Regions from separate parts of the Mus musculus genome. Here region 1 is linked to region 2. A link is a contact called in public promoter capture Hi-C data. All regions are on one chromosome and are shown on one strand. Each heading gives the region's core, a stretch centred on a gene start, on an enhancer-like site or on the middle of the called end of the contact. The rest is flanking DNA. Distances are from core to core; before and after follow the strand shown.

Region 1 (6,622 bases), core at 4,000-6,499, 190 kb after region 2:
TGGAGGGAGGGCACACCCAAGGGAAGGATGGAACCTGGCTGGAGAAAGCTGTGCCTTGGACCCACCTTGGGAGGGAATGGGATACTGGAGTGGCTGCTATGGTGGGAACTTGGGGTAACGTGGGGTAACAACTCACCTGTCTGTGCTCTTGCAACACTAGGATAGACAGACAGGAGTGGGATTGAGCATCCAGGAGACAGCACAGAAACAGTGTCTGGGGCTGGCTATTATGGGATGTCTGACTTGGGGGGACTTTGACCCAGAATAGGGGAGGTGGTTTGATGGATTGGGGTGAAGCAGAGTGTCAATTCTGGCATCTTCTGAAGGCCTCCGAACCAAACTCAAACACCAGCTCCTGCATGCCTTTGTGCAAGGGAGCAGGCAGAACCAGCTCTGCAGGCCTGGTGGTGAGGCCAGGTGAGGTCATTAGGCAATGTCTAGGTTAGTTGCACAAAGCTGAAGATGACACCCAGGGCCACGGGCACTCATCTCCGGGGCCTCCAGCCTATGTACAGACTTGGAGTACAGACTGTGCTGGGAAAAGATCATGTGTTGTAACACATGATAGTGGCCCTTTCCTCTAGTGAATCTCAGTGCTTCCCTCTCTACTCTCAATGTCCCAATGTCCCATAGGTGCTCACTGGTCCAGCTTATACCTCTGTGTTCTCTCAGGCTATGATAGGAGATAAGATGAAGAGGGATATCAGCATCCTATTTATCCATCGTCCTCCCTAACCATTCCGAGTCCTTCCAGCTACAGCTGCCTGCTCCAGGTGGCCCTGTCTTAAGGTGCATTTGACCTGGTCTCTGGGTTGACATCGTTGGCATAGGAAGGTATATGCTGCTGACATTCAAACTGGAGTGCTACCCCAAAGGGCTCACACTAAGTGACCAGTCCACATTCTAGATATCCTCATCTGACTCAGTTCTCTTACTTTGCCTTGTGGCTTGATTTCTCATCCTCTTGCCCAATTCTTTGAGCAAGACTGAGCCACTAGGGTAGCAGGCTAATGCAGCCACTGGTCCTTGGGTTTCTTGCTGTGCTCATTTGGGGAGGAAAGCTCTTTGAGCAGGTGGTGGGGGCTGGGGTTCAGGAAGAGGAGCCAGACTAAAAGCTGGGCTGCTTAGAATCTCATTGGTCATTTTCAGGGTCTAGGTGTGAGACGGGGGCATGATCAGTTGGATGAAGAGGGGAATCCATTAAAGGACTGGAAAGTGAGAACCAGGCAGGTGGTTGGTGATCCAGTCTCTAAGGAGCTCCCGTGGGTGGGTCAGGGTTGGGCTCAGCATTTGCATGATTACAAATGAAGCAGTCCTGAGGGATGGAGGGCAGGCTCAGTGATGCAGGGACTCATACAGGCTAGGAATGAAGAGTTGAGGTGGGGCGGGATGGAGGGTTTCTCTCTACTACTTCAAACCTTTTTCCCTAGCAGGATTAGAAGAGTCTTCTTGTGATCATCAAATCTAGGGGCCTCCAAACTTCAGGCTGCAGGTGGGGGTCACTCGGTGATCTGTTAGAAAACAGAGTCCCAGTCTCTGCTCTGAGACATTCTGGTTCACAGGGATTCTAATGTGTAGCTGGGCAGGGGAAGGTAGCCCAATTCACCACAAGGGAAATGAAGCTAAGGGGTGGGTAGTGACAGCTGTAGGGCTCCTCCATGGTCTGCAGATGCCAGGATGAAGCCTCGAACTCTGGCTGGCACCATCCTTTAACCTGAGGCAGGAGGAAGCTGAGGGAGTGAGAGGGGACCCCTCAGTGAAGCCTGTGGACAGATAGGAGGCCATTTGACATGTGAGCATAGAAATATGAAATCTATTCAGCATTTCAGATTCTTATCCAGGTAATTACTATGTGTCTGAGAGTACAAATTTGGCAATTAACTGGCTCATTTGGTAAATGTCACAGCCCAGGGCCCATGCAGTTAATCCAGGCTGATGGAACAGCTTGGCCAGCCAGGTTCTTCTTTCCCGGGGCCCTGCTGGTCCACGGGTCTAGTGCTTGACTGTGTCTACACTTGATCGCCAGTCTAGGCTGAAGCACCCCAGGAAGTGCCATCCCTCTACTCTCAGGGGGCTTCTACTCACTCAAGGCCACAAGAATTTTAATGCTGAGCAACCCACCACAAAGGCCATCCTAGCCTTCACAGAGGAGAGGCCCCAGACAGTGTGGGAGAAGGGAACAAAGGAAGCATTTAGGGACAGGCCTGGGCAGGGTGTAGAGAAAGAAGAGAGGAGTGGGAGGAAGCCAGGAGGGAGGAAAGGGGAGGGGTGGAGCACTGAGGCCTGTCAGTCATCTGGAGCATCTGGGGGAGGGGTAAGGGGAGTAGAAGAGTGATAGCTAGTGTGTGTGTGTGTGTGTGTGTGTGTGTGTGTGTGTGTGTGTTTGTGTGTGTGTGCAGTAGGAAGGGAGAATTGCTGAACTTCACCAGCTCCAAAGAGGAAGGAATTCGGTAAAGGACAAGGTCTATGTCCTAGGAATGTCTAGACTCCTACCTCACAAGGGGCTTCTGAAGACCACAGAACAAGAAATGAGCCCCGTGATTATAACTTGCCTTTACATCTCTTTCTCAATGTGCACACTCGGACCGGTTACATAGCCCCTTTAGGTCTTGGTTGCTGCTTCTGCAGTGTGTGGCTAACACCACTGACCTCCACAGGGTCTTTGGCTTGTAGGAGATGCTCAGTAGCCCAATGCTATAGTTATGGTATCTTTGGATATCCTGTTGTTACTTTCTATGCAGAATAAAACCTGACAAACACTAAGAAGATCCGAGGCACATCCCTAGGGATCTGGCTCTAACACATGTCCTCAATGGGACAAGACTCCCCCTAGATGGGAAAAGGAGCCAATACTGTGACACTACTTCCAGCTCCAGGAATACACTGTATCCTGCAGGTCTGGTCTTGCTGACCATGGTGTAGGTACCGGGCCTCTCCCAGCCCATGTCTAACATCTTTAGAACCTCAGAGAAGAGGAGGGCCAGTCTCTCCTCTGCCCTGACCCATTCTGCCACCCACTGATGCAGACAGCCTGTCTCCGCTTCTGATCCTGTCCTTGCACGTGCCCAGGCTGGCCATCTCCTCCTGCCAACATAGGTGGCTGGGCAACACCCCAACTCTCCTCTCCAGACCTCAGATGGCCCCTGCCCTCCCCTTCCCTCCCTGTCTTTCATAACTGTGGACTCCCAGGAGCTGATCTCTCTTTGTCCTTAGCTTATATGCTCCATGGCCTAAGCTGCATTGAGCTCTATCCCTTGGACTCGGGACCACCTTCCTTCCTCTTGGCTAGCCAATCCAAGGGAGAGCCTTCATCCAGCTGTGGACTGGCCACACAGCTCTTGATAGGTGTCTTTGGTACCACGGTTCACCTCCAGCTCCTAACTCCGCCATTCATCTTCTTCCACTAGCAGGGCTTTGCCTTTTCTCCACCTTTTCCAACCTCTTTCCTGCTTCCCCCAGGGTCCTCCTTGCAAGGGGGTATCTTACCCTTTAAGGCTGGTGTCCCAGCCATTGTCCACTCTGAAGTCTGCCCACATCCTGACTGTGTCTATACCACATCTGGACTCCATCAGTCCCCACGTACCAGCCTCACCATCTAACATGTCTCAGTCACCTGAGCACGTCTGCCACTACCCCACTTGCTATATCTACCGCCTTGCCCCACCTGGGAGGTGCCGTAGAGAAGTGGCCATGGGGACATTACTCAGTCAGTGCTTACTCTGTGCCAGGTGCTTTCTGAGAGCATCACTTGGTGATCCCCATCTCTCCTACACCCTTGGTAGTGGGTACGGGTGCTCAGGTTTCCTCCACAGCACAGATGGAGCTAGAGCACAGGGAAGCAGAGGAATTTATAAGACCCCACAGCCTGCCTGCGGGTGGCGATTAAGGGTCTCAATCTTGGATTCTTATTCACGAGCTTTGAGTGAACCTATTCGAAAGACTTAGCTACAAAAGATGGGAGGCCTCCTGCTCTACTTGGACCCTGGTTTCCCCCAGGAATTCTTTAGGGATGGGAGAGTTGCTGGGACACACCCCTTATCCTTATCCTTATTACACACTTTCTATGCCTATTCCTCAGGGTACAGAGCTTCTGCTCAGGCCTGGACCACATTAGGGTCTTTAGATCACTAGCTCTGCAAGTGTTGTTTCCTGGGCATTTTGATTCTTCACCTCAAGGAGCAGAGCTGGAGGGTGAGGGCTTACTCTCTTTGTTCCCCCCACCCCTGCTGCTACTGTGTCTTCTCTCAAGCTTTGTTCCAGAGACCCAGCCAAGTCCCCACCCTCATCTCCTCCTGCAAGCCTGTCTTCCTCTCTGGCGATGGTATTTTCCATGCTGTGGGGTTTTCAGATGTTGGCAGTGGGACAGGTGCTTGCTGAGAACATCCTAGACTCTTTTTGCCTGGAGAGCCTGGGAATATGGTGGTGGTGGTGGACAGGTCATGGAAGCAGGACTTCCTGCCTGGGAGTGGGGGGGGGTCTCTGTGTCTCCTGAGTCCCTGTTTTCCACACCTCTGGGCACCAATTTTAAAAAGCCAATGGGAACCTATTTACCATTAGAAGCCATGCTCTGGGGATTGTTGCGACCATCCCAGGGCAGTCCCTCAGCCTCGGCTACAGGCGCTCCTTGGTTCCATGTTCTGTTCAAAAGCAGCTGTTGATGCTGCAGGCCCAGCTGCTCATGATACCCTGCCTGGAGAGCTCACCTGCCTCATGGCTTGTGATTTCTTCACCTTAGCCAAGGTGTTCTTGTAGGTTCCCCGGGGAGATGGCTAGAGAGACGAGTAAGAGTCTGTTTTTGAACCCCGGTGGTTCTGGGAAGCTCTGAGTCATGCAAGACCTCCTTGAAGGATCACCCCTTTATCTTCCAAGCTGGACAGGGCTTTGGGAGCCCAAGTGAGGCCCAGGAGGAAAACAGAGGTGCCTTTGACTCATTGGATAGCCTTGGCTTTAGCTTCACACCTCCAATCTGCCCCAGTGAGAGCTACTTTTCAGAGGAGGGCTTTTCCCCACATGGAAGTCAAGGGTGAGTGTAATCCTGATGTCTCAGTGCCCTCCTGATAGAGCTTCTTCCAAGCCTACCACAGGGTCCGACACTCTGTGAGCCTCTGAACACGGTCTCAGGTCCTCTCCTCCACTGCCTGGCCTCACCCTGTAGTTTTTTTTCCTTCAGGGAGCCTGGGGGAGTGTTCCCATCTTGCCTACACTGCAGATACGCTCCCTTTCTTATAAACAGGTTTACAGCTGTGCCTGCCTAGACGGAGTCTGTGCCGGCGGCAACCCCAGCTCTTGCTTGCAACACCAGGCCTGCGTCATGCCACAGAAACGCTGCACGGGGTTTCTGCTACAAGACACTCCCTGGGCAGGGCTCCACTGGACTGGGCTGAGTCCAGATCATCTTTTTCACCAATGGCCTAGGCCCACTGAAGGGAACCAGAATCTTCCACCTTTCGGGTTAGGTAGGAAGGCTCTAGGAGGCTTAGGTCCTATAAGGACACAGCCAAACTGCTCAGCCCTAGTGGTCCATTAACACAGAAGCATGGCATTGTATACATTGCTGGATTCTTAGCCAGTAGCACAGAGCCCAGCAGATCTGAGGTACTGATATCATGAGCTGAGTGAAGGGCTATACAGATGCATGGGGAATGTGCCTGAGTTTGCTCTATGGTGAATCACCAGCCTGGGTCTCTGGTTCTGTCTCCCCCGCCCCTCTCTGTTCCTGACAACTTCAACCTCTACGCTTTCCCTACAGACCGAGCTGTCACTGCAAAAGGAACAGCTGCAACTGAAGATCATTGAGATTGAAGATGATGTTGAGAAGTGGCAAAAGGAGAAAGACCGGATCAAGGTGAGCAGCCCGAGGCTCTTCAGCTGTGCCCTTACTTGCCTGTGTTGTTGTAGAGAAGCAGACCTCTGCTGCTGCTCCAGGCTTTGGCCCCATGGCGATACCCATATTTAGGCGCCTCCCACCCCCTTTGACATTCCCTCCCACTTTCCTTCTCAGCCTAGGACATTGAGGTGGGCTTTTCCCTATCACCTGAGCCAGCAAACAAGACCCTAGAGCCATTCCTCCTCCACGTATCCTCCAATGTCATCTAATGGCTGCTCTGCCCACCAGACTACCCAGCTACTAAATACACATTCTTTTCTTCTTGGGCCAGCATGGTAAGCGGTATGCCTGCTGTGGCTTGGATAATTGCAAACCCATCTAAAGTTACTGACTGCAGAGCCTGGCCTCAGGAACAGCCAACCGATTTACTTTCCAAATAATGTTTGCGCTAGTCGGGGTTTCGGCAAGCATACCCTGACTTGTGGGAGACTGTGGGGGCTTTTAGAGAGTCACTTGAGCATGGAATAGAGGCTCATGTTGACCCACCCACGGGAAAGAGCCAAGGTAAATAAGGAAGAGTGGGCCATAAGAAACACCTGCAGACAGATGTGCAGGTGACACACACCTGTCATCCCAGCACTCAGTGGGTAGAGGTAGGAGGATCAGAAGCTCAAAGCCAACCTTGACTACATAAGAAGTCTGAAGGTAGCCTGGTTTACGTGTAATCCTGTCTCAAGCAACAACAACAACAACAACAGAGCAATTCACCTAGAACAATAACATACACACTGGCAT
Region 2 (6,808 bases), core at 483-2,982:
AACCCTATCTCAGAAAAATAACAGCAACAAAACAAAAAAGACAGTGTGATGGTTTGTATATGCCCAGCCCAGGGAGTGGCACTATTAGAAGGTGTGGCCCTGTTGGGAGTGTGGCCTTGTTGGAGTAGGTCTATCACTGTGGGTGTGAGCTTTAAAACCCTCATTTTAGCTGCCTGAAAGTGAGTATTCTGCTAGCAGCCTTCAGATGAAGATGTAGCACTCTCGGCTACACTCTCCTGCACCAATGCCTGCCTGGATGCTGCCATGTTCCTGCCTTGATGATAATGGACCTTTGAACCTGAAAACCAGCCCCAATTAAATATTGTGCTTATAAGAGTTGCCTTGGTCATGGTATCTGTTCACAGCAATAAAATCCTAAGACAGACAGGGTCTCATTATGTTTAAAACAGGCTGCCTCCAAATTCATGGTCTTCCTGCCTCAGACTCCTATATACTGGGATTACAAGTATGTACCACAATGACCAAATTTCTTTTTTAAAACAATGTATGTGTGTGCATCTGTGTGGCTGTTAGACTAGGTTTGGGCCCCCTTAGACTCATGTGTTTGAATACTTGGTTCATAGAGAGTGGCACTATTAGGAAATTTAGCCTTGTTAGAGTAGGTGTGGCCTTTGGAGAAAGCATATTACTGTAGGACTGGGCTTTGAGCCCTCATACACGTTCAAACTATGCCCAGTGTGGTGCACAGTCTCTCTTTGCTGCCTTGGGTTGAAGATATAGAACTCTCAGCTCCTTCCCCCAGCCCCATGCCTGCCTGGACACTGCTGTGTTTCCCACCATGATGATAATGAACTAAACCTCTGGAACTGTATGTAAGTCAGCCCCAGTTAAATGTTTTCCTTTATAAGAGTTGCCTTGGTCTCTTCAAAGCAAAAAAAACCTTAAGATAATCTGTGTGCACACATATGGAGGCCAGAGGGCAACCTTGGGTGTGATCTTTAGGCATGCTACCCACTTTATTGAAGACAGGCTCTTTCAGTGGCCAGAAACTCAGAGGCTTCTTGCCTGGCTCTTACCCCAGCTCTGACACTGGGATCACAAGCACACAGCCACACCTGGCTGTAGTGCTGGTGTTTAGACTCAGCCTTCATGCTTGCAAGGCACCCACTTTGCCAACTAGACTATGTGCCCCAGCCCCCACACCTCTGCCTTCTTCTGCACCTGAGAAGGTTCTCATGGCATCCCTTCTAAGGACACTTTTTCTAGTAGTCACCTAGGGAGCTAAGGCCCGTTATACCTGAAGACTCCCAGGTATAACTGGGAGACAGGACTTGACAGCACTTCTTTGTCTCCCTGTTCCAGCCACACCTGAAGGCCAGAGTTGGTCAACTTCTGAGCTCCAGACTCAGGTCAGAATGTCCTGTGACCTAAGTTCTTGGTAGGGAGTGCTCCTGAGGCCAGCGAAGGACCTGATCATTTCTCATGTGAGCATTTGGAAATTTCCACCATCGAAGTGAGGATGGAAATTTTGGCTTTGTTGATATCAGCCCTTGCCAGGACTGCTCACTGGCTACAGCTTCTTTTTAAATCCTTGATCCCTGGGGGATGCAGTCCAGTCTCCCTCCTCCATCGATCTCCACTGCTACCCCACTTTCTGTTTCCAGTTCTCGCCTGTGGCACTGGCCCAGCTCCTCACATGCCCCTGAGCCTGCCAGATGCTTCCTCGCTGCCCTCTACTTACCCCGAGGAGTTAAAGCTGGAGGAGGAGGAGGAGTTCATTGCTGCTTTGGAGTTATTTTGAGATGCTGTGGGGCTGCTGGCATGGAGTCCTGAACCAGGAGACGAAGGCCTGCTGTTGTTCCCAGGGGAACAGGATGACGTTACTAAGGACAAAGAGAGACAAAAACAAGGCCAAAATAATGCTGCTGGGTCTGGGGACCTTCATGACACAGCCCTTCCAACACACGATTTCCTGATGGAATCCCCATAGGGCATGCCACCCCCGCCCATCTGCCCACCTTCCACCAAGTCAATAGCAAGGCCCACCCATCAGCCCATCCTTGGTGGGGCGCTCATTTCAAGTGCTCTCTGCAGCCCAGGCCCTCAGAGTAGTGTGGCTGGTTCTGGCAGTCCAAGACTTGCCAAATGCAGAGGACAGATGCCAAAAATCATCCTACTGTGAGACACACCCTGGGCGGGAGGGGAAAAGACTATGAAGCTTAGGAAAGGAAGAGGCATGGGAGAAAGCTAACCTGAGAGCAGAGGGACCTGCCAGAACCTCGCATTCACTGACTCCACAAAGAAGACACACGAGGCCCCCTTCAAGGGGACCCAAGCCCCCTCTGGGCCTGCCCTGGCCCACCCCAAAGCTCATTTTTATCCTCTGTAAAATGCTGGCTTTGGACTAAGTAGATATTCCTTGACCTGAGAACCCCAACATGTGTTTCATGGATAGAGTGCCATATATTTTACTTGTCAAACTAAGATTTAAAAAAAAAGGAGGGGGGCATATTGAGATGCACCCCACCATTTGAGGCAACTACTGGTGATTCTACAAAATAGCTGGGCATATGGCCACCTCACTAAGCTCTTTGAAACACTACAGGTGCTTATGGAAAAGTAGACCCCTGGGGCTGGAGAGATGGCTCAGCGGTGAAGAGCACTGACTGCTCTTCTGAAGGGCCTGAGTTCAACCACATGGTGGCTCAAACCACCCATAATGAGATCTGATACCCTCTTCTGGTGGGTCTGAAGACAGCTACAGTGTACTTTTTTATAATAATAACTAAATCTTTGGGCCAGAGCAAGTGAGGCTGACTGGAGTGAGCAGAGGTCCTAAATTCAACTCCCAGCAATCACATGTAACCTCACAACCATCTATCTGTAAAGCTACAGTATACTCATATACATAAAAATAAATATTTTTTCAAGATTCAGACACACACCAGAAGAGTGCATCGGACCCCATTACAGATGGTTGTGAGCTACCATGTGGTTGCTGGGAATTGAATTCAGAGCCCTGTTCTTTTCTATTCTGATTTCTAATGTCTTTTGAGATACACCGAGGGAATCCTGATTTAGGTTGAGTGGCTTTGTTTCCTTTGAGACAAGGTTTCTCTAGGTAGCTCTGGCTGTTCTGGAACTTACTTTGTGTACCAGGTTGGCCTTGAACACCCCCCCCCCCCGCCCCCTTGACTCCCAAGGGCTGGGATTAAAGGATTGTCCACCACTCCCCGGTCCTTTCAGTTTTAATATGTTATTTCGATTAATTGTAGTGTCTGGAAACCTCATTTGAAAGCTCACCTGTTCCAGGCATGGTGCTGTGGACAGGAGGGACTGAGAGGGGGCCCAGAGACCCTGAGGGAGAGACCTGAAAAAACAAGAGAGGCTTGTGAGTGTCCGTGCGACACCCTGCTTCTTCTCTCGGGACACTGGGCTAAAGGCTGCAGAGAGCAGTCTGCCTTCCTTGATGACCTCCTACTCCAAAATTTTCACCTTGTACTTCATAGGAAGACCTGTGGACCACGATGTACCAGACCCACTTCCGGCCTGCTGCGGAAGCTCCCTGGTACAGACACAGACTACTCCCTCTTCTGCTAAGGGCCCTGGCAAAGTTTCTCTGGTACTGCCAGGCTGAAGGCTTGCCGGGGTGCCCTGGCCGTAAGAGGAGCAAGCCTATGAGGTCCTTGTTCTCACAGATGCTGCTGGCTGCCTGCTCCATTTCCACTTTCAACACTTGGGAGACTGAGGCAGGAGATGGCTGTGAGTTCTGAGTCAGCTACTGCTACATAACATGACCCTGTCCGAGGGAGGGGGCGGAGGGAGGCAAAGAGGGGGAGGGGAGGGAGGGAAGGGGGAAGGGAGGGGAGGGGAGGAGAGGGGGAGTGGGGGAGGCAGACAGGCAGGCAGAGATTTAAAGTGCTTGACTCTCAAGCCTGAGGGCCAGAGATCAAATGTCCAACACCCATGTAAAAGCTAGGTACAACAGTCATAGCCTGTAATCCCATGCTGGGAAGACAAAGACAAGAGGATCCAGTGTGGCCAAACCAGGGAGCACCAGGCTCAGGGAAGGAACCTATCTCAAAAAACAACAACAACAACAACAACAAAAAAACAGATGAAAAGCAATTGAGGAAGATATTCAACAACTCACACACACACATGTACACACACACACACACACACACACACACACACACACACATACACACATGTACACACACACGGGAGATGCACAAAGTTTAATCTCCTGTTCAGGAACCTACCCCTCACTATGATTATCCAAAACAGCCTAGCACAAGAATAACAAGGAACAGACAGACAGAGGTGTGAGACCTGGCTCTGCCATTCACCATCTGCGTGACTATGAGTAAGTTATCAACCCCAGGGAGGCTTGGTTCTCTCATCTGTGAAACAGCAGCAGCACCTCCCTGATATTTCTTTTAATTAAGATTTAATGAGATAACGTCTATAAAGCTTTCAACCCTGCAGCTGGCAAAGAGCACCAGCTTGTTCAATGCTGGCTCCCTCACTCACGCTATGGACTCCTGCTTATCTCTAGATGTTCTTTTAGCTCCACTTTTGAGCTGAGGTCTGCAGAATTTTAACTCTTTTGACCTTTCTCATGTAGCCCAGGAAGCTCTGAGCAGCATCTTCATAGGACGCGGATGTAGAGACTCTACTTAGGGAGCTGCCATCTGCTAAGGTCCTCCCCTCCTCTGGAATAGCCCCTCCAACAGGATGTAGCATGTTCTCGGTGACCCTCCTCCACGCTTCCACTAACCTTTTACAATGTGCTTGCTCAGTGGGCAAGGCTATGAGGAGTAGAGGCATGAGTGGGACAGTTTGGGAGGAGCAGCAGAGTGGTGAGAGATGCTATCAGTCACCTCCTCTCCTCTCCTCCCCTCCCAGATGCCACACCCAAGAAATTGGTTGTTTTCAAATAGATAATAAGGTAGGCAGTCACTGTCATTAGCTCCTTCCATTTCCAGGTAAAGACAGGCTATGCATATGTAAGCATGCATATGGAGGGTCACTTACTTTAAACAAGATTTTCCTTTTCTTTACATGTGGTAGCAAATGGTGCCAACCTGATCTGTGCAATCGTGTGTTGCCTGTGTGCTGCTGTGACAGAGCCTGCTTTCTTGTGCATGTTAAGCCGGTGTTATGCCACTGAGCTATGTACGTCTCCCAAATCACTTTAAAACTTTGTTCATTTTTTAAAAAAGTTTTTATTTTTAATCATGTGCATGTGGGGGAGGGGAGGTGTGTGCATGTGACTGCAACACCCATGGAGGCCAGAAGAGGGCACTGGATCCTCTGCAGCAGATAGCTGGGAGCAGAAGTGGGTGTTAGAAACTGAACCCAGGCCCTTTGGAAGAGCAGTATGAGCTCTAACCACTGAGCCATCTCTGGGATTGCTTTGTATCAGAAACAAAGGACACCAGTTTTATTCCATCATAAGGATGGGAGCTGGAGAGATAGCTCAGCAGTTAAGAGCAGTGTCTGCTCTTCTAGAGATCATGAGTTCAATTCCCAGAAATCACCTGGTAGCTCAGAATCAGTCTATACTGGAATCTGATGCCCTCTTCGGGCATGCAGGTGTATACATGCAGATACAGCACTTATATACATAAATAAATAAATAAATAAATAAATAAATAAATAAATAAATAAATGGTTTTTTTTAAGCTTGTCAAAAAAAAAAAAAGATATGAGAAAAAAGACAGGATCAGAAGAGCTTACTCTCTTGTGATATCTAGTATGGAACTTTGTCTTCCAGACATGATATTATGTTGAAATTCTTTGTTCTCCAAAACGATTTATTTAGATTTCTGTGTATGGGTATTTTGCTTGCATGTATGTCTGTGCACCATGTGAATGCCTGGTGCCTGCAGAGGCCAGAAGACAGCACAGGACGCCCTGGACAGTTTTAAGCTGCTATGTGGGTGCTGGGGATCAAACCCAGATTCCTCTGGAAACCAGCCAGCCAGTGCTGTTAACTGCTAAGCCACCTCCGCAGCCTGGGGCTAACAGCACGGCTGTTCCTTCTGCCTGTAGAACTCCTCTTGCTAACTCACCACGTCCTTCAAGCAAATCACAGGCTCCGCACTTGTGGCAGCCATGCTGACCTGAGTGCCTTCTATCTGCATCCCCATGATGCTCGTGTGCGACTCCTGCACAGCTCTCACACGTGCTTAGTTCCACTTCCATGCCTTCTCAGGCTCTTCCTCCTCGGCTTCTTGCTTCCCATTGGCTGATGTCACCCAGCTTTGGAAGAGGCCCTTTTCTCTTTCTTCACCCCATACAAATTCCGTAATGGAGCTTCTCCTCACTCAGGACTTCAACTGCCACCCATGTGCTTGTGACACCCCCAATCCATGTCTCTGTCCCAGCTTCTCTCCTGACCTCTGTATCCACCATTCCAACTCTCTGGGGGCAGTCCCACTTAGGTATCCTGCAGGCCTCCATCATGATGATGTGAAGAAGTGGAGTATCCCTTTGCCCACCCCCAAACCAGCTGATCCTGTTTGCTCGGTCCACATATACAGCTACCCAACCAGCCCAGCCTGAACGCTGAGTCATCACATGGGTTCTCCCTCCATCACTCTCCCTGCGCTGAGTGGGCTTTCAGTTTACTAACCAAGGCCTCTCATTCGTCTGTTTCTGAGACAGTCTTGTGGAGCTCAAATTGACCCATTATTTTCTAAGCCACTGAGGATAATCCTCAACTCCTGATCCACCTCCCGAGTGGAGTGCTGAGACTATACAGTGGGACTGCGGATGGAACCCAGGGCCTCAAGAGTAGTAAGCAAGCAGCACTCTACCATCAGTACACCCATAACCC

The links. Capture Hi-C pulls out chosen DNA fragments and counts their contacts.
Region 1: a contact with region 2 is called in a promoter capture Hi-C map of adipose tissue. The contact joins two enhancer-like sites. A contact is called at or near these places in 4 of 39 promoter capture datasets (cranial neural crest, embryonic stem cells, frontonasal cranial neural crest and 1 more), 3 of 484 Hi-C or Micro-C datasets (embryonic stem cells and granulocyte-monocyte progenitors) and 3 of 9 other capture datasets (adipose tissue, embryonic stem cells and macrophages).

What each region holds. Positions count from the first base shown.
Region 1 is chr9:43,313,577-43,320,198 of GRCm38.p6, forward strand. It overlaps Trim29 (tripartite motif-containing 29), which reads left to right. Exons shown (of 9, transcript NM_023655.2): 2 at 5,750-5,845. Among named protein-coding and RNA genes, the nearest start is that of Trim29, 6.1 kb to the left of the region's middle. Within about 2 kb of position 5,250, at least 27 of the 459 cell types and tissues checked have an H3K27ac peak or open chromatin away from gene starts, as enhancers often do. A contact at or near this core is called in adipose tissue, where this site is marked.
Region 2 is chr9:43,125,614-43,132,421 of GRCm38.p6, forward strand. Pou2f3 (POU domain, class 2, transcription factor 3) reads right to left here. Exons shown (of 13, transcript NM_011139.2): 11 at 3,265-3,331; 12 at 1,703-1,844. Among named protein-coding and RNA genes, the nearest start is that of Tlcd5, 12 kb to the left of the region's middle. Within about 2 kb of position 1,733, at least 35 of the 459 cell types and tissues checked have an H3K27ac peak or open chromatin away from gene starts, as enhancers often do. A contact at or near this core is called in adipose tissue, where this site is marked.